Regions from separate parts of the Mus musculus genome. Here regions 1, 2, 3, 4 and 5 are each linked to region 6. Evidence: chromatin contacts called from public HiChIP or PLAC-seq data. All regions are on one chromosome and are shown on one strand. Each heading gives the region's core, a stretch centred on a gene start, on an enhancer-like site or on the middle of the called end of the contact. The rest is flanking DNA. Distances are from core to core; before and after follow the strand shown.

Region 1 (3,048 bases), core at 313-2,812, 260 kb after region 6:
GCTTGGTATTATCTCTATTCGAGTATCATACCAGTTAGTAAATTTAGCTTCAATAATTGTTGGAGGACAAACAACAAAGAATTTTTGTTTAGGTTAGAGTGTGCTCAGCTCTCAGTGAATAAGGTTAGGATTGGGAGAACAATAGGGTGGATAAGGATAAGGGCTAAGTACTCTATCAATGTTTATAAGAAAAAGATTGAAGTGGTTAAAGTAACTAGAAGTCTGGATACTTTAGGATCCACGGATGTTAGAAATTATTAGAGCTATGGGATATTATAGTTAAATGAAGAAGGGATAAGAATTTGAGAAAAAGGAAGAGATGAATAAGAAAGGAGAAGATAAAATGAGGCTGAACACTTAAGATACCTTCTGACTCACAGAGGATGTGGTATAGGGTCCTGATGGGTCAGACACAGATGAGACCCCAATGCCGAGAGAATGGACACAAACCTCATTCCTAACCCAGAAGCTAACTGTTCACAAAGGAAAAATTAGTTTTCTCTAATGGAGTCCCATTAGGTACACAAACTGCACTTAAGGGAAGTCCCAGCAGCAGATGGCCAACATAAAACAAACTTATTGGTATTTTTGGAGGTTCCTGGTCTCATAATGCTTTGTCTAGACTTCCTTACATGTCTTTTTCATATATATGATGGTTTCCAGTGTTGTGTTTTATAGGAGTTCTGTGAGTGTGAACATGTGTGTCTTTGTGTCTAAATGTGTTTCTTGTGTTTTTTCTTTGGCTCTTTTTCTTCTGTTTGTTTTTGCCCTATTCTGGTTTGTTTGTCAAGAGCCATCATAGGAGAAGCTAATAACTAACAGGTGATTTTCCTGAGATGAGTCCAACTTGGATTAGAATCCACAACAGATTTGCTCTGATAGGCAAGGCTCATGAGAAATTCATTTTAGGAAGGACTCCTGCTACTAATATGCTTCTCCTATTATTATTAAATATATAACTATCACTAAGTATTAGCCCACCCCTTTGAGCAGATCTTTACAGAACAATGAAGATATCTTGTAGTGGTGCTATATAGACAAATAGATAATAATTCTATAGAATTCCTGATTTGATTCAAATAATTTTAGGAAGGAAGTTTTTAGAGATGGACTTAGTTGCTAGAAAGATATAATAAAGTTAGAATCTAGAATAGAATGTGCCCACTCATCAGAATAGTAAGTAAAGGCTGCATAATAAGAAATACAATGAACTTTCATAATCACACTAAAAAGAGAAATAGTCTTTGGACAATTTTGTGTTCAAGGAAAAAACTTTTAGACCTAAGGATAAAGGTCACAAGTGTGCACTATGATAACGCACGGCCATGTAAAAACAGTTGCTTTGAACTTATAATGAGCATTGAACTTAATATCAACGTTCTTCTGTAACTCCCATTCTATGTAACATTTTATTGATGCCATAAATATTAAAAAAAAACAACCCGGCACGTACCCACACTTGTGCCTCTGCCCCAGAGGCACTGGCAGGCAATGGCCAGCCTGTTTTTATCTCATGGAGACTCTCTGGCCCGGAGCTCCGGAAAGGTCTCCACTCAACTTGCTAGGTACCCACTGACAGGTCACTACCACACCTCCCCCATGGCCTTTGTGGTGTACCTTAGGCAAACCCATGCTTTGCCATCCTACCTTTCTCTTTTGAACCCAAACAAGCCACCACATGAAGGAAAACGCAACACAAACTTAGTTCAGAAACGACGGTAACTCAATCTCTGGGCGCAACAACTAAATCCTAATCTTGTAAATCTTATTAAAATCTGATTCCTCCAGTGGCAAATCCTTGTGGATCAGCCATGATTCTGGGAAACTCTAGCAGCTACAACTTAGTCTCATGCCTTCCCCATTCCAAAAAGGCCTAACTTTCTCCTGCTTCCTCCTGCTAACCCAGAAGTCCCTCCTACTCGCCCAGTAATTGGCTCCTTTATTCATTAGGGGATTGGTTCACAAGAAGCCATCTGTGTACATGTGACTCACTCCTTGTCCAAAACCCCTCCCAGGAGAGTGGAATTAGCATACAAACAGCACCAGGCCCACCCACAACATTTTATCTCTGAGTTAATTATCTAAAGAAATATTTGTCTAAGAAGATTTAAGAAGGGCTGGTGAGATGGCTCAGCCGGTAAGAGCACCCAATTGCTCTTCTGAAGGAGTTTTTTTTTTTTTTTTTGTTTTGTTTTTTTGTTTTTTTGTTTTTTTTCAAGACAGGGTTTCTCTGTATTGCCCTGGCTGTCCTGGAACTCACTTTGTAGACCAGGCTGGCCTCGAACTCAGAACTCAAGAGATCCACCTGCCTCTGCCTCCCGAGTGCTGGGATTAAAGGCGTGCTGAAGGAGTTTAAATCCCAGCAACCACATGGTGGTTCACAACTATCCATAAGGAGATCTGATGCCCTCTTCTGGAGTGTCTGAAGACAGCTACAGTGTGCTTACATATAATAATATATATATATGTAATAGTACTATATAATATAATTATATATAGTTGTTATTATATATACATATAAAAATAAATTTTATATGTGTATATATGTATTATAATTATACATATATATGTATATACACATATATACATGTATGTATATGTATATACATATGTATATATGTGTGTATATATGTATTATAAATTTTATATATGTATATATGTGTGTGTGTATATATATATAAATAAATACATTTTATATGTGTGTATATACATATACATACACATATATATGTATTATACATTTTATATATGTATATATATATATGTGTGTGTGTATATATATATATACATATAAAAATAAATCTAAAAAAAAAGCCGGACGTGGTGGCGCACACCTTTAATCCCTGCACTCGGGAGGAAGAGGCAGATGGACTTCTGAGTTCCAGCACAGCCAGGGCTATACAGAGATACAGAGAAACCCTGTCTTGAAAAACTAAAAAAAAAAAAAAGTATAAGAAGACCACTGAAAAAAAATAAAGTGGTTGGTGGTTGGTTGAATGGTTTGGCTTAGAGAGGTTTGCCCCATTCATTCATCCATTCAAATGTATA
Region 2 (3,057 bases), core at 488-2,987, 330 kb before region 6:
TGCCAGTGTTCCATTGGCTGCAGTTTGCATTTTGATTGAGAGCTCGGGATTCTTAACTCACCCATATTTTGTAATTAGGATGATTGCAAGAGTAATAAAAGTTAAAAGCAGCTAAAAGCCAGTATGGGCCTGCTGCCCCTTGTTTCAAACAGCAATTAAATTGGTTATTAAAGAATACTGATATTTGGCCTATCACATAGCAAACATTTTAGGCAAAATTGATAATCATTGTCCAAAAGATAAGTTGTTAGAATTTACTTCTATACATAATTTTGTATTTCATGTAAATTTATGTATGCATCCCATAAAGAATTCCTCTACTGTATTTATAAACAGCCCTTGTATGGGAAAGAAGTATATGTGATTGGATCACATGTTTATTCTTGTGAATTTCCCTCTACTTCAGCACAAATAATTGAACTACATGCTATACTCACTGTTTTTAAAGTGTTAAAATCAAGCTTTTAATTTGTATACTGATAGCCAATATATATATAGCTCAGGGCTTACAATTGCTGGAGATTGTTATGGTTTTTAGATACTGTGAATTCTCAAATTTTGCAATTGTTTATGCATATCCAACTCAAGTTAAGAGAAAGTACTGTTCCTTTAAAGGACTGTTCTTGGACATTTAAGAACTCATCCTGGACTGCCTGGACAGACCCCTTAAGGCAGTGCCCCAACAGATTTGTATCCCAGGCAGATTATAGTCCTTACACAAGAACAATTGGCCATATAATCTCATTCTTTACATCACCACAAGTAACGGCTTGAGATAATAATTTGGTATTTGTAGAGAATGTGCATGTCCAATTGTAAAGACTTGTTCTCGGTGTTCTCAGTATCTACCTGTACCACACAATGGTGTTAATTCTCGAGGACTTATACTTAATCAGTTATTGCAAATGGATACGCATATTTCTAACTTTAGAAAAATAAAATATGCACATGTGACTGTTGATACCTTTTCAGGCTTTCTAGTTGCAACTGCTTTAACAGGAGAAGCAACTAAAAATGTAATTGGACGTTACCTTCATTATTTTTCTATGCTTGGTGTTCCAAATCAGATTAAAACAGATAATGGAGCTGGCTATTGCAGTCAAGCATTTGAGATGTTTTGTCAACAATTTAATGTTAACCATGTTACTGGGATATGGAGATAGATAGATAGATAGATAGATAGATAGATAGATAGATAGATAGATAGATAGATAGATAGATAGATATAATTTCTCAAGGACAAGGTATTAGGGAACTTTAAAAGAATATTTTCTTTAAAAAAACAAAGGGGGGGGGAATTATACCCTCCAAGGTCACCAAAAGCACGTCTTGTCTTAGTCTTTTTTTTTTTTTTAATGTTTTGCAAACTGATGATAAAGGTCAGCCTGCAGCAGATTGCCATTGGCATCCAGTCACTTCCAGCTCATATGCCATGGTTAAATGGCGGGACCCCCTAACTAATACATGGAGTGGTTCTGACCTTGTTTTAATATGAAAAAGAGGTTCTGTTTGTGTTTTTTCACAAAAAGAAGACAGAGCATGATGGCTGCCTGAATGATTAATTGGTCAAGTGGACACAGATCCTGAGTCTTCTAGTAAGTATGATTCCAATTATGAAGCAAGCTAAAAATCTTAATCAGCCAGTTCAGTTAATTTGGACCATAACCTCCACTATACCTGAGAAGTAACAGTTTTTTTCTGTTGATTCTCAAAGCCACATCCCCCACACTGGGAGGCCAGGCCTTGTGTTTGAACGTTGCTAATTTACAACTGAATTGAGTGCTTGGTACAACCCCATAGACAACCTTAATCCTGTTGCTTTTAACTTTTGACTTTGTATTTCAAGCAGATCGGTTACCTCCATACAGGCTTGCCTTCAGCAAAGCTCGGTTATGACAGTTATTCATCGGTATGAAGAAATGCATTGAGTACGTATTCTGACTTTGGTCTGAATGGGAAAAAGATGTGCTATGAGGGCTGGCAGTCAAAGATGGGCAACTGATGATTCTATGACTCTTATCAACCTAAAACAGAGGCATGTGCCAAGAGGCTATGTTTGTTTATAATAAATACTAAAAGGCCGTGTTTGTGCAAATAAACACAAGCAAGCAAGCTGTGCATGGCCTCTGGGATGGGTAAGAAAGAGTCTAGGCTCAGTCCTAAGCCAGGCAAGGCCACCAGCCACCATAATTCCCAGGCAGGATCATGAAGCATAAGTAAATCTTATATCCCAGTCTAGCTAATTTTTAATAAATAAAAAGGAATGAAGTGTGCCCTCCCCCCAGCCTTGAGCAGGCTGAATCAGACCTTGTTTTGCCACAGTCTGCTAGCCCACCTAGGGTGGAGTCTTCTAACCTAGGTGCAGTCTATTGTCCTGCCACATCTGTAGCTTCCTGCAAGAAACCACTACCTGCTGAGCAGCTGAGTTTGTTTTCCTGATGAGATCCTGGCAAAGTAGAGGATGAGTTTCTTCCCTTTAAAAATTCAGACTTGAGTTAAAGTTGAGCCTTGATCAAAGAACTTTGTCTTGGCTCATTATTTCTCACTGTCCTTCCCATCCATCCCCAGCTTTCCTTTCAGGAACCCAGGAACTCATGGCCACTGGTGGCTACATTTATGCATTGTCTTAAACGTTAAAACATCTTGAGTGGGTGCTTCAGTCCTACTTAGAAGGGGGAAGAAAACAATCAAGGGAAGTAGAGGGTTGGGAGGACTTGGGAGGAAGATAAGAGGGGATCAGAATCAGGTACAGGAGGAGATGAAAGAGATGTACAAAGGGTCAGGAAATTGAACAGAGGTGTGTAGCAATGGGGGTTGGGGGAAACAACTGGGGTAGCAACCAGAAAGTTCCAGATACCAGGAAAGCAAGAGCCTCCCAGGACCCCACATTACCTGAAATACCCCACAAAGGGGAGGGAAAACCTGTCAAGACCATATCCAGTTAGACATGGCCCCCCAAGTTGAGGGATGGAGCCACCCACCCATTTTAACCCAGAATTGCTCCTGTCTAAAGGAAATACAGGGACAAAGAGTGGAGTAGAGACTGAAGGAAAAACC
Region 3 (3,265 bases), core at 437-2,936, 280 kb after region 6:
GTTATTTATTCCATGAATGCCCATCTCAAGAATCAGCATTCCATGACCTTAGCCCCTTGATTGACAGTAGCTTTCGGACAAGCTGGCTCATAGTATAGTTGCCTCTGTTCCTTTAGATCTGTGAAGCCCCCCCATATAATTCATATTGCATTTTCATATTTTGCATAGCTAAAAAAAAAAGAAAAAAGAAATTTTATCTTTTCAAGCTCATGTTTTTATAGTTCTTTTCCACTGCCTTAAGGGCTGTCCTGAAGGTCCCCGCATTTACCATTTTGCTGAGACTTTAGCCACACATTGGCCTCCCAGACTCGTGCTGTCCCTGATCATCTCAGAGTCGTTAATGTTAACAGGGAGGTCATTTCTTGAAGGAGGAACATAAAAATATGTACATTATTATACAAACAAACCTTACACCAAGCGCAGCCATCAACACTCATGGAGGGAGGCCCATGCCCAGTTGGCCCTGTTCCAGGGACAGGAACCTTGTCATTCCATGCCTAGCAAGGCCAAGGCAGTCTCTCTTTCCCTTGGTCTTTTATCTATTCAATGACAGTCACAGATTAGAAAAACTGGCACCAGCTCACAAACAGCTGAGGCAGTAGAATATAAAGTCGATAGCAAGAGCAGGGCGTGGTGGCGCACGCCTTCAATCCCAGCAGTCGGGAGGCAGAGGCAGGTGGATTTCTGAGTTCGAGGCCAGCCTGGTCTATAGAGTGAGTTCCAGGACAACCAGGACTACACAGAGAAACCCTGTCTCGAAAAAAATCTAAAAAAAAAGAAAAAAAATTTGATAGCAAGATTGGGCTACATAGCGAAACTCCATCTCAATAACTAAATAAATAAACACATGGATGGATAAATAAATAAAAATACCCACATGCCTTCAAGTGTTACTAATCGCAGAGAGCAGAGAATCCATCTGCAATAAAAGGAGCAGATACATGACTTCCGCGAGGGATTATCTGTTACCCTGAGAGATCAGACTAACTCCATCTTGGTTTCAGGCTCCATCTTAGAGAACCTGACCTAAGACTGAACTCGAGTTAACCACCAAGCCTGAAGCTAGCACTAGTTTCCAAGTCACTCCTTAGCAACCACCAATCAGGAAGAGAGCAAAAGTTAAGTTTATGGTTTGCCTCCCAGCACCAGCCAATCTTTTTAAAGGGCAGCAAATTCCATAATAGCCCCCCAGTCAGATGTGCACCAAGCTTCCCCGTTTGCTTGCCTCGAAAAAAGCTTGCTTGAAACTGGGGCCAGGACTTTGCCCTCCCGTTCTGCTTCTTCAGTAATGGCGATCCGAAGCTCCAGCTTGATTAAAGACAGTAGTGTGATTGCATCAGAACTGGCTCCTTGGTTGTCTTTTGGGGTTCGAGAATGCTTCCTAAATGGACACAACACCCTAGTTGATAACAAGCCTTAAGCATTGTGGAAGAGATGGGTATGTAAAGAATGGACCAGAGAAAGAGACCACAGAGAAACGGCATCAGGGCAAAGACCCTGTTCAAGCAATAAGTAGAAGGCTTTCTTTCAGTCCTTACTTTGTGTTGGTTACACACTCAGGCTCTCACCTGTGTTTGGTTTCAGACCCCAGGACAAAGACTTGAGGTGCATAGTTCACATACCAAAGCAGACCTGGCCTGCAGGTTCTCCCAGCATCCCTTAGGCCCTACCTGGCATACCCTGCCCCCAACCCTGAACTTCCAGCCTAGGGGCTGAACTGCCCTTCCCCCAGAGGCTCTTCCCTATATACTATATAATCCAGACACTTTGTCTCTTCTTCTTCCTCCTCTTCCTCCTCCCCCTCATCCTCTTTTCCTTCTCTCTGTCTGTGGGAGCTCTTTCTCTCTTTCTCTCCCCCCTCTCTTCTTCTCCCTCCTCATGACAATAAATCTGGCTTTCTTTATGTATTTTAATCTGGCTTGAGTTGGCTCATTTCACTGGTGGAGAAATAACTTACCACACCTGTCCTATATTTACAAAATCACTTTGGTTCAGGGTGGGTTTTGTAGAAATTAATTTTCCTGCAGGGTAGGAAGGCATGGGGGTGGGGGTGGAATTGCTGCCATTTCTTTTTCAGGAAACATTTACCTCCTATCCTGTCCTTTCTACAATACCCCAGAAGGATACTGAGGCTAATGAGAAAGACAGTGCAGGATCTATCTAGAACTGCTTGATAAATTAGTGAATTCTAGTGACCGTGAAAGGGTGTGCTGAGTCTTTTAACACTAAATATCCTGAAGGGATTTTTTTTTCCCTAGTATGAGGAATTAAGTCTGGGACCTTGAGTATAAGGGTCCAAAATTGATGAAAGAAGACTCCAGACTCAGAATGCAAAAAGAAAGACATTTAGGCCGGGCGTGGTGGTGCATGCCTTTAATCCCAGCACTTGGGAGGCAGAGGCAGGTGGATTTCTGAGTTCGAGGCCAGCCTGGTCTACAGAGTGAGTTCCAGGACAGCCAGGGCTACACAGAGAAACCCTGTCTCAAAAAAACCAAAAAAAAAAAAAAAAAAAAAAAGAAAGAAAGACGTTTAATCTGTAGAAACAACCAGTATGTTGTGGGAGTCAACCATTTTTTGAAATGGGGACCCCAGACAAAGGCGTGAAGACCTTCTTGTAGGGAACTGGGGGAACTCTCTAGAAGGACTGGGTAATCTAAAACTTCACTGGTGGGTGCTAGGGAGTCATAGGGGGTCAGTGGCCCGCATTCCTATGTCATGAATGTTTAACCATAGGATGAGATAAGGCTGCCCAGCACAGTTGGCCCATTCTGAGATAAGATAGTTTCCCATTTTGTGATTATCCCCGGGCTGTTATTTGGGAGGGGGCTTTGTGATTTTGTTCTGAATTTTATGGTCTATCTCTGGAGCTGGTCTTTTATGGCCTAGTTTCTGGGACTTACGGTCTGTTCCTGGAGCTGGTGCCTTACGGCCATTTTTTTCTAAATCAGGCCTGGTCCTTAAATGGAGACAAATGGGGCTCTTGTTGTCCTTTCATGAGGCTTATGTTGTCCTTTCATGAGCATGTAAATGAACACTCCAGCACTGAGCTCTGGCTTGTTCAGCCCAGACAGGATCTGAGCTGCCACCTTCCAGTCTTTGCCTTCCAAGTACCTGACATTATTTGCTTGCCTTACAGGCCTGTTCAGGAATCTCTTTATCAGAGTGTGGAGGTTTAGCTCCTGACGTCAGGTCTGGGAATGGATCCAGGGCAGATCCAACTCTCCCCCTTTCAACTTGTTCATAACTTTAAACTTGAACACTTAGA
Region 4 (3,087 bases), core at 2-2,501, 430 kb after region 6:
CACTGACCCCGTGGCGGCGTGGCCCTGCAGCCCCCGCCCGTAGGCACCTCGGCCCCGGGCGGGGGTGCGCCGGCAGCCGCATCGCCGGCCCGTGCTCCTGGCCGCTGCGGGGCTGGGCCCGGAGCCCGCCGCCAGAGCCGGCGCGTCTACACTCCGGACGGAGGCTTCTCCCCCATCCCCTTCAGCACGTCGTCTATCCGGTCATCCTCGATCACCACTGCGCAGGGAGAAAGCGCATCAGCCGCGCGGTCTCGGGGGGCGGCGGCGACAGTGGGGCCGGTGTCCTCAAGCCCCGCGCAGATCTACTCTACTGCCTGTGTTTCCGCGACACGGCTCAAAACCCTATGCCCTCCCTACCCGAACTCTCCCGCGGACCCTACCTGCTACCAAGCCTGGCACCCAAACCTCCCTATGTGGGAACACCCCTCTTCCGAAGACTCCCAATGCGAACCCTCCCGTCACCTGAGCCTTCCTCCATCTAAGCCGACCAGAAACCTCTGCCTTCGACACAACCCCCTCCTCGAACTGAGCTCAGATGAAACTGTCACCTGGTGTAACCCTTTCCTCTACCTGAATCCCTGTTTTGATAGTGCCTTCCTGAGTCCCCTCCCAATACAAACAATCAAGACGACCGAACCCCTGGCCTCGGTGCCCTCCAGTAACATCCACCTACTCATCTCAGCCCAAGGAATTGGCCCACCACCTTGTGTTCCCAGTGCCAAGCAGCCCCAAATACCCTAAGCGGCCCCTCCCCCTTGACCAGGAGCCGGGGCTCTTTTTCCAGAAGTGGAGAGCTTCGAATCCGGGACACAGTATTCCCGGGAGAGGGAAAGAATGGGACAACTCCACAGCAGGGACCCTCCCCACCCCGGGCGGGTACGCAGCTGGCTGCGCTGGTCTGCGGCAAGAGCAGCTGCCACTTGACGGGGAACGGCAGCCTGGGGACGCCAGGCGAAGGGTTTCTGGGTCAGGCGGCGACTCCGGGCCCGGGCCGCGTACCTCTCTTGGCTCGGCCGATCTGGCCCAGCTTGGGGGGCCGCTTGGCCTGGTTGCCAGCGAAGAAGGAGTTGGTGTCCTGCAGGCGGCAGCTGAAAGAGAGGTCGGAACCTTCGGGGTCTGCGCCGAAGCGGCCCATCTTGTCCTCACCGTAGGGTAGGATCTCGGACATGGCGGGCACCGGGCGGGCTAGGGACTGCGGCGGGGCACGGGCAGAGGCTAGCTGCCGGACCGGCCCTAGCTCAGCAGGGGAGCCGGCGGAAGGATGAAGTCATACAGCATCCGGGACTGCGGAGCCGAGCGGGGCCTCCTCCCCCGCGCCTCCGCCTCCCGGGCCGCTGGGCAGGCGGCGGCGGCAGCGGCGGGGACCGGGCGGGGGCGGGGCGGGGGCGGCGGCGGCGGCGAGAGCGGAATGACGATGAGCGCCCGACTGCGGCAGAGAACGGCGGGCGGGGCGCGGTGGAGGCGGGGCGGGAACCGGCCAGCGGAAAGAGGCGGGGCCCAGCGGTTCGAGGGAGTCCGGTGATCCCTGGAGTGGAACGCGCGGCCGTGGGAGGTTCCCGCGAGGTGGCCGGGAATGGCCGCCACGTGGGCCCGGGGGAACCGCAGCGGCCGGTGCAGGCGACAGCTAGGCGGGAGCGGCTAGCCGAGTGCTTAGGGGAGAAGGGGAGTGACGGCACCCGCGGTTAGGGGAGAGCAACAGAGAACTGAGCGCCAAAAGCTGGGGGCGCGGCGGGGCCCCAGAAGGCGACGGCCAGGCTGGCTGTGAACACAGCCCTGGGCTCTGAAACGCGACCGGGAAAGGGCCAACTACGCGTAGAGAGAGGGGAAGGAACCATCCGACTGGAGCGCGGGAAGAGCTCGGGCCTGGGGGTGGTGCCACCGTGCTTGGCGCGTTCCTGTATCCTGGTTGCGCGTAGGTCTCCATCAGTTGGCCAATTTGTATTCGACTGTCTGAGCATCTGTCAGTCTACCTCTGTGTATCTGATCTTGGTCTCTGTGTGCTAGTTTTGAATTTCTGTATCTGTCTGCATACCTGGTCCCTGTATGAGTACCACTGGGTCTGTCCCCCGAGACTGCGTTGCGGCCTTTCAGGGGAAGGATCTTAAACACTGCAACCGCAGCGCGCGCCAGAATAGACTCCCCACAAACCCTAGGACCGCTGTTGGCGCCAAAATCCAGACTCAAAGCGCCAGTCGCTCCACGCGGTTCCCTCAGCCTGGGAGGCTTGCTCTAGCTGGCAGTGTGGGAGAAATGAATGGCAGCGTCGCGGCGGGCGCCCTGGATGCGGATGACGCAGGGAAGCCCGGAGTGCCTGAGCAAGAGGCGCGCGCTAATAAGCATCAGCAGGGACAGGGTGTCCCCCGCCCTTGTTGCTGGGGCCTGGGGTAGAGTTCTCTCCCTCCCCTGAAAAGAACACGCACACTTCCTTTCACCTCTTGCGCCCCCCGCCCCCCCACAAACCCCGCCCCTGCCCTGCTAGCAGTCAGCTGCAGCGTCACCCGCTCTCTGGCGCGAGAGGGCTCTGGCGCAATCACTGGCCTTGGGAGGGAGGGTGTGTCTCACATTCACTCACAGTGACGGGCTGGTAAAGACAATAATGACGCTATTGCTTTTGCCCATGCTCCAAGCAAGACACCTTCCCTTTAGTCCCGCCAAATCACGCTAGTGAGATTGCTGGGTTGCTGATTTTTCTCCCTTCGGGTGTTTAATGCAAAGGTCTCTGCTGTCAGGACTCTGAACAGGGCCTGTGGGATAGGGAAGAGGAGTGATTGAGATTACCTCTGGGGTGTAGCCTAACAGGGGTTCCTTCTAACACTCCTGTACGCCATCTTTTTGGCTGGGAGGAATGGTCCCCAACTGAGCCCTGGGGTGAGAAAGACTGACCCTGACATCTGAAAGGAAGGACAGAATAACTCTGGGTGATCAGATTGTCCAAAACACCTCCTTCCCCTGGAAGTTGCACAGCTATGACTTTCAATCCAGAATCTGCCATTTTCTGAATGACCTTGAATTGAAGGCCCAATAATCGTGTTTTTAAAAATCATTTGTGTTGGTCCTGGTGGAGTTGGCCATTCATCTCTGTGATCA
Region 5 (3,312 bases), core at 541-3,040, 430 kb before region 6:
CCATTCCCCATCCCCCATCTTATCTGTACTTTCTAACATGAAAATGTCAGCCCCTCTTACTTTTAAATTTAATAAGTTGATGTGACTTTTATTTTTCAGATATATTCTACAGTTCTCTTGTGCTCTGCAAAGCGCATTCCTAACAGTATGATTCAAAGATATTTGCATGGTATTCTAGGGTGCTACGCTCACAAGCAACTGCTGTGGATAGAATACACTGACCTCTTTCCTCCTGTTGTTATGATCTAATTTTACTCCCAGACCATCTCACAAGCTTCATGCAATCACTGGCAATGAAATCATACATTTCTCTATGGTACTGTGGATGAGGATCTGGATGGTCTAGGGAATCCTTCTAGATGAATGGGAGGACCTCCTTTGCCTGTCCCCTGGTGTGTGTGTCTGTGTCTGTGTCTGTGTGTGCGTGTGTGTGTGTGTGTGTGTGTGTGTGTGTGTGTGTGTAACATCATACATCATGGGCCTGTCATACATACATATATCTGTCTGGGCCCAGAGAGGTCATTCTGGGCCTCTTTGCCCTTCCTCATCTCTTAGCCTCAGGTTCTTTAACCATTACCCCTCCCACCCCAACTCTACAGCTCACTAATTTTTCTACTCTGGATTTTTAGTAGTAGTAGTAGTAGTAGTAGTAGTAGTAGTAGTAGTAGTAGCAGCAGCAGCAGCAGCAGCAGTATTATATGTATCCCTAGGCTAACCTGATACTCACTATGTGATCAAGGCTGCCTTTGAACTCATGAAAATCATTCTGAGTGCTGAGATTACAGGCATATGATACCATATGGGTTTACTTTTAAAATCATTAGTCCACATGTCTATTTGTATAGAGGTTGGAAAGGGGTGTGTGTGTGTGTGTGTGTGTGTGTGTGTGTATATTTTCTCATCAGTTCATATTTCCCATGTGCCTACCTATATAAACTGACACATGTAACTAGTTCCAAATGACCGAAAAGGAACAAAGTCCCACTTGAATATATGTATGTGAATACAAAATACACATGTGTTTTAGGGAGGACCATATAAAGGATTAGTCAGGATTTAAGAAGATAATTGGGGGGTGATTAACCCTGTAGGAACAATGAATGCTCCTCTTTATAGATCACTGTCAGACTCCATTAGGAGTCCCATTACATTAGTATTTCTGCTTGTGGTCTTCTGGACAGGTGAGTTAACAGCGAACCATGCCTTGTGTGAGTAACACATGAAAAGAATTTCAGGATTGGAAATACGCTGAAGGGCTTTTAAAATGCAGTTGCAAAATCTCCTAAAACTAGAGTTTGAAATAACAAGTGTGTTTTAAACTGATTCAGCAACTACTTTGAACTTACTGACTTTTACAATTACAAACCCATATTTGGACTTGACATTTTTGGATTTTTTTTCTTGTCCTGTTTTCAGTATGTATAACTACAAAACTGCTCAAAATAGGAGCTCTATTGAATGCTTCTATAAGGAAAAGTCTAGAACAGCATTTTTTTAAGCAAGCAATTAGCTACAAAAAAAAAAAAAAAAAAAGATTTATTTACTTGCTCCTTCAGCTGATGTCTACACTATCCTGATAATGTCTGGTTACAGGCCGAACAAGAACTTTCCTTTGGGCTCAGGTGCACATTTGGTCTTCTGAATCTATAGTTTAGTTATTAGCAAACAAGTGAGGCAATCGCTTCCTGGAGTCCTCACAGATAGCACTTTAGGGCGGGGCACGTCACCTTCACAGACCGGGGTAGGGGAGGGGCGGGGCTGAGCATTCCCGAGGAAGCCTGGAGTGGAGTGACCAAATAAGCAGCTGGAGGCTCCTGCGGCTGCGCCCCAGCCTGAGTGAGCCAAGACCCTTAATCAGGCCCGCCCCTCTCAGCCGGCTCTAGCCGGCTCCAGCGGGGTCTCTCTTGGAGCCCTGCCCTAGCTTCCTCGCTTACAACCGAAATTTAGTTTGCAACTTTTGTTCTTGAGACTTTTCCCCCAGGGCTTCTAGGAGGACAGCGGACCTCTGGGACATTTAAGGACTTGGGTTCCTCGGTGAGTTTTACAATGCTTGAAATTCCCTGGGTTGGAATGTAAATCAATGGGGAGGCTGAACACAGGGGAAGGGTCTGCTTTTAAAACGAACTGTTGCTGTGCAGTCATAAGGCGTGCAGTCTTCGCTTCAAATAAATGTGCGTTTCCTTTCTTTGTTACTTAGGCTCCCAGGAGCTCAAGTCCTAAGTGTCCTGACAGAAGACCGGCGGGCTCTTAGGGTTTGCTAGGAAACTACGAGACGATGGGAGAACCGCTGTCCACTCAAAACCTTCAGCTCGGAAATGACTAACTGAAACGTGGTTTGGATGAATGGGTCTCCAGTCTTAACCAACGCCGCTCCTGGATGAAAGGTCAGTCACTGCCCACCCAAAGTGCCCGCTGCATCCTACTGTGAGCCAAGGTCCCTCTGTCGGGGAGCGTGGCTTCGCAGTCTGCTTTAGACCGGGCACTCTCGAAGCCCCTGCAGAGTCTAAGTCTCTGGCTGGGCTAGCTTTGTGCCGGCTCTGAGGTTCTCCCCGAGGCTGCTAGCTGAGAGTCCCGGGACCCGCCCCACCTCTAGCTTCCCCTCCTCTAGCCCGGACCCGACCGGGAGGCGGGAAGGGGTGCAGAGGGTAGTCCACACGGGCGGCCCGGGGGCATCAGGGTGGAATGGTCAGGAAGACAGACGGCTCTTCGTTGCGAGCCGGGGCTTCCCGGTCCGGAGGTGCAGCGAAGAAGGGAGAGTTCCCTCGGCGAGCGCCTTTGTTCACTGCGGCCTGGTGGGCGCGAGCGCTGGGCGGCGACCACCCTAGGCCTAGCTGCCGCTTTTGTGCCGCAGGTACGATCCGACCCGCGGGGTCCAGAGCACCGGATTTACCCGGAATGCCAATGGGGAGAGGTGGCTGTGGTGTCGCGAAGCCAGGTCCAGCCTTGGCGCATCTTCAGTCTGGGTCCTGAGATTTATCAATGCTGGATTGAATTCGGGCTGACCGCCTAGGGTAGCTTGCACGTGAGGGAGCTGACCGGCTCTTTGGAATAGCTGCTAGCTGGAAAAGAAAAAAGAAAAGAAAACGGGAAAGCAGGCGGGTAGGAGAAATTGGGAAAAGATCTTTCTAATGAGAATCTCCTGTTTACTCCCATTTTCTTTAATATACTAGTAAAGTGATTGTTCAGATACCCGTAGATAAAAGTAACAGCTTTTGATTCACATTCTTTACAGCAGTAATGGTTTTCTTAGGTTATGGGTCATGTTACAGGGACACAGATGCCATCACAAGGTAGTCAGTGGTGGTAGAGCTA
Region 6 (3,076 bases), core at 116-2,615:
TCTTGTAAACTTTATTTTGTTGATACATAATTTTTATATCTGTCTTGCTTATCAGGAAGTCCTACAAGCAAGCTCCCAGTGGCCTCTCAGGCTTCCCAAGGAACAGGGTCCCCTATTCCTAAGATTCATGGAAGTAGTTTTTTGACATCTACTGTGAAGGTAAACTGTCCCTGCTTTACTATATTGCGCAAGCTCAGCGGGGGTGCTACCCAAAGACAGCATTTGATCCTGAAGATTATTTCTTCTTCACTTTCTTCCTGATATAGGAGACAGTGCTCAGCACATCTCTCAAGTGCTTACCCAGTACTAGTTGAAAGCTCAGTACGGGAAGAGGCAGCCTTACTTACTTCATTAAAAATACTCCTTGAGAGGCTGGAGAAATGGCTCAGCTGTTCAGAGTGCCTGCTGCTCTTAAAGGTCCCGGAAGCTACATAGCAGCTCACGGCTACCTGTAACTCCAGCTTCAAAGGATCTAATGCCACTTCTAGCCTTTTTAGGCACTGCACACACATGTGCAGACTCACACAGACACATATACATTCTCTATAAAAATGTTTGCCTGGCAGCATGGTTTCTGATGGTACAAGGAGCAAACCTTGTCCCCTTTGCACACATCAGCCTTAGTTAATTAATTTAAAAGTAATTCTTGGGCTGGTGAGATGGCTCAGTGGGTAAGAGCACCTGACTGCTCTTTCGAAGGTCCAGAGTTCAAATCCCAGCAACCACATGGTGGCTCACAACCATCCGTAAGGAGATCTGACTCCCTCTTCTGGAGTGTCTGAAGACAGCTACAATGTACTTACATATAATAAATAAATAAATCTTTAAAAAAAAAAAAAAAAAAAAAAGTAATTCTTAACCTCTTCAAATAGAGAGTAGTTCAGAATATCACCTATCCATACAGCATCCGACTTCTTCACATACTCAAGACAGTCTGCTCAGTATTTGGCCAAAGCACTTCCCTGTTTGGCTCCTGTTTTCTCAAGATGGTTATCTTACTTGAAAGCCTTTCAGATGCAGACTGCTGTCTGAGTGGCCCTGAGATGCAAATCTGCTTTAGTGAGTACCCACCCCAGCAGTTAACATTCCTCTAACTTAGTTGACAGGGATCACAGATGGTTTTCTGATCAGAATGAGGTTTTCTTGGAGTAACTCCCTTGAAAGTCTTACCTCTACCATTTATTTTTTAGTATTTGTTGATGACATTTCATTTCGTAGGCAAGTAGTAGTCTTAACTTTAATTATTTTCCTTAAAGTTCAATTTTGGCACATTATCTCTGAGATCTGCTTTTGTCTTTTGAGGTGGAGACAAAGGTCAGTGGTTTTTATCTCACTCTGCTGTTGCTTTCCATTTTCTATTCCCACTTCCTTCCTTTGATGGTTTGCTTGTTTTGTGGTAAGCTTTCACTGTAGTCTAGGCTGGAGCTTGGGACCGTCCTGTCTCCCCCTCCTGAGATACAGGGTTACCTTGGCCTAGAGCATTGTTTTCTTATCCTTTTTATTCCTTTGGAAAATTTATTTTCCAAATGTGAAACTCATTTTACATTTATCTGTATTCCAGATACTGAGTGAATTTTTCAAGACAAGTTGAGAGTATAAAAGAAAAAAAACACACACTCTAAAACATCACCATTATTTGTTAGAATAACTTACTTAGTGCCTGTGCTTTAGGAATATAAAGCCAAATACAACCCCTGTCCTCTACCATCTGGCAAAAGATCAGACATACATAAAGAATCAAATATTAGGAATGGACATAAAGATCAGTTGGTGTTGTGTGAAAAGACTTCCTAGGGAGATGCAGTGCTCATATCTATTCACTCCAGATAGGGAACCAACAACAGATCAAAGTCCACTGTGGTAAACCAATGAGTTTTTTATTGAGGTTACTTACATGAGTATGGGTGAGGGGTTACTTACAGGGGCAGAAATGACTCAAAAACAGCTGCTTCACCAAGGCCCAGCCCAGGAAGGGTGCTGACTCACAGAAGCAAGGAAACCTGGAGTAGGTTAGAGTATCCTTTCCTAGTGACTATGTTAGTCAGGCAGCCTTGCTGGTTTTTCTCCTCCTTGCTGGTCTGATCTCAGGGCCTTTCCTGCAGCTTGCCTTGTCTTTCTTGCTTACTCTGAGAGGGGGGCCCTCGTGAATCTGCTCAGCTATTTTGAGACGTTTACCTTTGCCTTAAGGAACTTCCCTGGGAGATAGAGCATGTCAGTCTCCAAGAAACTGCTACACAACACTGGTAGAGTGCTTCTCCTACATGCACAGAGCTTTGGGTTCCGTCCCCAATGCCACATAAAAACAAGTGTGAGGTTGTAAGCATGTAATCCCAGCACTCGAGAAGTAGAGGCAGGAGCATCAGAAGTTCAAGGTTTTCTTTAGCTAGATAGTGAAACCAACCTGGTCTACCTGACACCCTGTCTTATAGGACTGTAACATCCATCAGGACACAGGTGAGTAGCCTTTTGCTGAGCTGATTTCCTGATTTTTCAGGCAGGGTTTCAGTGTTTAGTCCAGGCTAGACTTGAACTAACAGTCCTCCTTTGTCAGCCTCCTGTGCAGTGAGTTACTACTGGTGCTCAGATGGAATTGCATACCTCATTTTTTATTTGCTTTTAAAAAGGAAATTACAGTAAATGTATAGAAGCTTAGAAGATCTCTAGCATTGTGGGTTTTTGTTTTGTCGTGTGTGTGTGTGTGTTGCTGGCTGTGGTAGGTTTGTATTAAGTAGATAATATTACTGTATTAAGTGTACTAAGTGGCTAGAGTATCTGAAAGCATCCGTTTGGGCCTGTTATATAATATATAGTAATGTTTTTACATACAGCAGGAGGAGTCTTTATTCGCATCTATGCCACCTCTTTGCCCAATTGGTAGTCACCCTAAAGTGCAGAGCCCCAAAGCTGTGACTGGAGGACTTGGGGCTTTCACAAAGGTGAGTGTGTGTCATAGCCTTACCTGTGGCCTTCCCACTCTTTAATAGGCCTTAGCTCTGAGATGTGCTCCCACTTATTTAATGCTGTCCATGTCCTAGGACTCCAGGGACACGGGAGTTCAGAGGTCACGGCCTATTTT

What was found. HiChIP or PLAC-seq counts read pairs in DNA pulled down with a chosen protein or histone mark.
Region 1: an H3K27ac HiChIP or PLAC-seq map of embryonic stem cells shows a contact between it and region 6, with 9 read pairs. The contact joins two enhancer-like sites. A contact is called at or near these places in 4 of 115 datasets of contacts at active chromatin or transcription factors (embryonic stem cells and pancreatic cancer cells) and 2 of 9 other capture datasets (adipose tissue and liver).
Region 2: an H3K27ac HiChIP or PLAC-seq map of embryonic stem cells shows a contact between it and region 6, with 5 read pairs. The contact joins two enhancer-like sites. A contact is called at or near these places in 5 of 39 promoter capture datasets (the C10 cell line, liver, pre-B cells and 1 more), 1 of 15 datasets of contacts at CTCF or cohesin (large pre-B cells), 1 of 484 Hi-C or Micro-C datasets (cardiomyocytes), 3 of 115 datasets of contacts at active chromatin or transcription factors (bone marrow-derived dendritic cells and embryonic stem cells) and 1 of 9 other capture datasets (pancreatic islet).
Region 3: a contact with region 6 is called in an H3K27ac HiChIP or PLAC-seq map of embryonic stem cells, with 26 read pairs. The contact joins two enhancer-like sites. A contact is called at or near these places in 2 of 15 datasets of contacts at CTCF or cohesin (CD8 T cells and pro-B cells), 24 of 484 Hi-C or Micro-C datasets (the Ba/F3 cell line, DN3 thymocytes, ECoMG myeloid progenitors and 12 more), 11 of 115 datasets of contacts at active chromatin or transcription factors (bone marrow-derived dendritic cells, a colorectal cancer cell line, embryonic stem cells and 1 more) and 3 of 9 other capture datasets (adipose tissue, liver and pancreatic islet).
Region 4: an H3K4me3 HiChIP or PLAC-seq map of embryonic stem cells shows a contact between it and region 6, with 3 times the contacts expected there. The contact joins the promoter of Camk2n2 here to the enhancer-like site in region 6. A contact is called at or near these places in 5 of 39 promoter capture datasets (3T3-L1-derived adipocytes, the C10 cell line, the SN4741 cell line and 2 more), 3 of 484 Hi-C or Micro-C datasets (the HPC-7 cell line and embryonic stem cells), 4 of 115 datasets of contacts at active chromatin or transcription factors (the SCID.adh cell line, T-cell acute lymphoblastic leukemia and embryonic stem cells) and 2 of 9 other capture datasets (adipose tissue and liver).
Region 5: an H3K27ac HiChIP or PLAC-seq map of embryonic stem cells shows a contact between it and region 6, with 3 times the contacts expected there. The contact joins the promoter of B3gnt5 here to the enhancer-like site in region 6. A contact is called at or near these places in 4 of 39 promoter capture datasets (the 3T3-L1 cell line, cranial neural crest, pre-B cells and 1 more), 9 of 115 datasets of contacts at active chromatin or transcription factors (the 230-238 cell line, embryonic limb bud, embryonic stem cells and 2 more) and 2 of 9 other capture datasets (adipose tissue and embryonic stem cells).

The regions. Positions count from the first base shown.
Region 1 is chr16:20,452,504-20,455,551 of GRCm38.p6, forward strand. No RefSeq gene overlaps it. Among named protein-coding and RNA genes, the nearest start is that of Gm41432, 3.5 kb to the right of the region's middle. Within about 2 kb of position 1,563, at least 18 of the 459 cell types and tissues checked have an H3K27ac peak or open chromatin away from gene starts, as enhancers often do. A contact at or near this core is called in embryonic stem cells, where this site is marked.
Region 2 is chr16:19,863,729-19,866,785 of GRCm38.p6, forward strand. No RefSeq gene overlaps it. Among named protein-coding and RNA genes, the nearest start is that of A930003A15Rik, 19 kb to the right of the region's middle. Within about 2 kb of position 1,738, at least 3 of the 459 cell types and tissues checked have an H3K27ac peak or open chromatin away from gene starts, as enhancers often do. A contact at or near this core is called in embryonic stem cells, where this site is marked.
Region 3 is chr16:20,473,930-20,477,194 of GRCm38.p6, forward strand. No RefSeq gene overlaps it. Among named protein-coding and RNA genes, the nearest start is that of Gm41432, 18 kb to the left of the region's middle. Within about 2 kb of position 1,687, at least 24 of the 459 cell types and tissues checked have an H3K27ac peak or open chromatin away from gene starts, as enhancers often do. A contact at or near this core is called in embryonic stem cells, where this site is marked.
Region 4 is chr16:20,620,027-20,623,113 of GRCm38.p6, forward strand. It overlaps Camk2n2 (calcium/calmodulin-dependent protein kinase II inhibitor 2), which reads right to left and starts at 1,252. Exons shown (of 2, transcript NM_028420.2): 1 at 1,000-1,252; 2 at 1-217. The coding sequence starts at 1,168. The coding sequence ends at 147. The region is part of intron 2 of Eef1akmt4-ece2 (Eef1akmt4-Ece2 readthrough); the gene reads left to right.
Region 5 is chr16:19,758,444-19,761,755 of GRCm38.p6, forward strand. It overlaps B3gnt5 (UDP-GlcNAc:betaGal beta-1,3-N-acetylglucosaminyltransferase 5), which reads left to right and starts at 1,791. Exons shown (of 4, transcript NM_054052.3): 1 at 1,791-2,034; 2 at 2,198-2,384.
Region 6 is chr16:20,190,331-20,193,406 of GRCm38.p6, forward strand. Yeats2 (YEATS domain containing 2) reads left to right here. Exons shown (of 31, transcript NM_001145930.1): 13 at 56-159; 14 at 2,829-2,936. Among named protein-coding and RNA genes, the nearest start is that of Gm41431, 45 kb to the right of the region's middle. Within about 2 kb of position 1,366, at least 52 of the 459 cell types and tissues checked have an H3K27ac peak or open chromatin away from gene starts, as enhancers often do. A contact at or near this core is called in the HPC-7 cell line and embryonic stem cells, where this site is marked.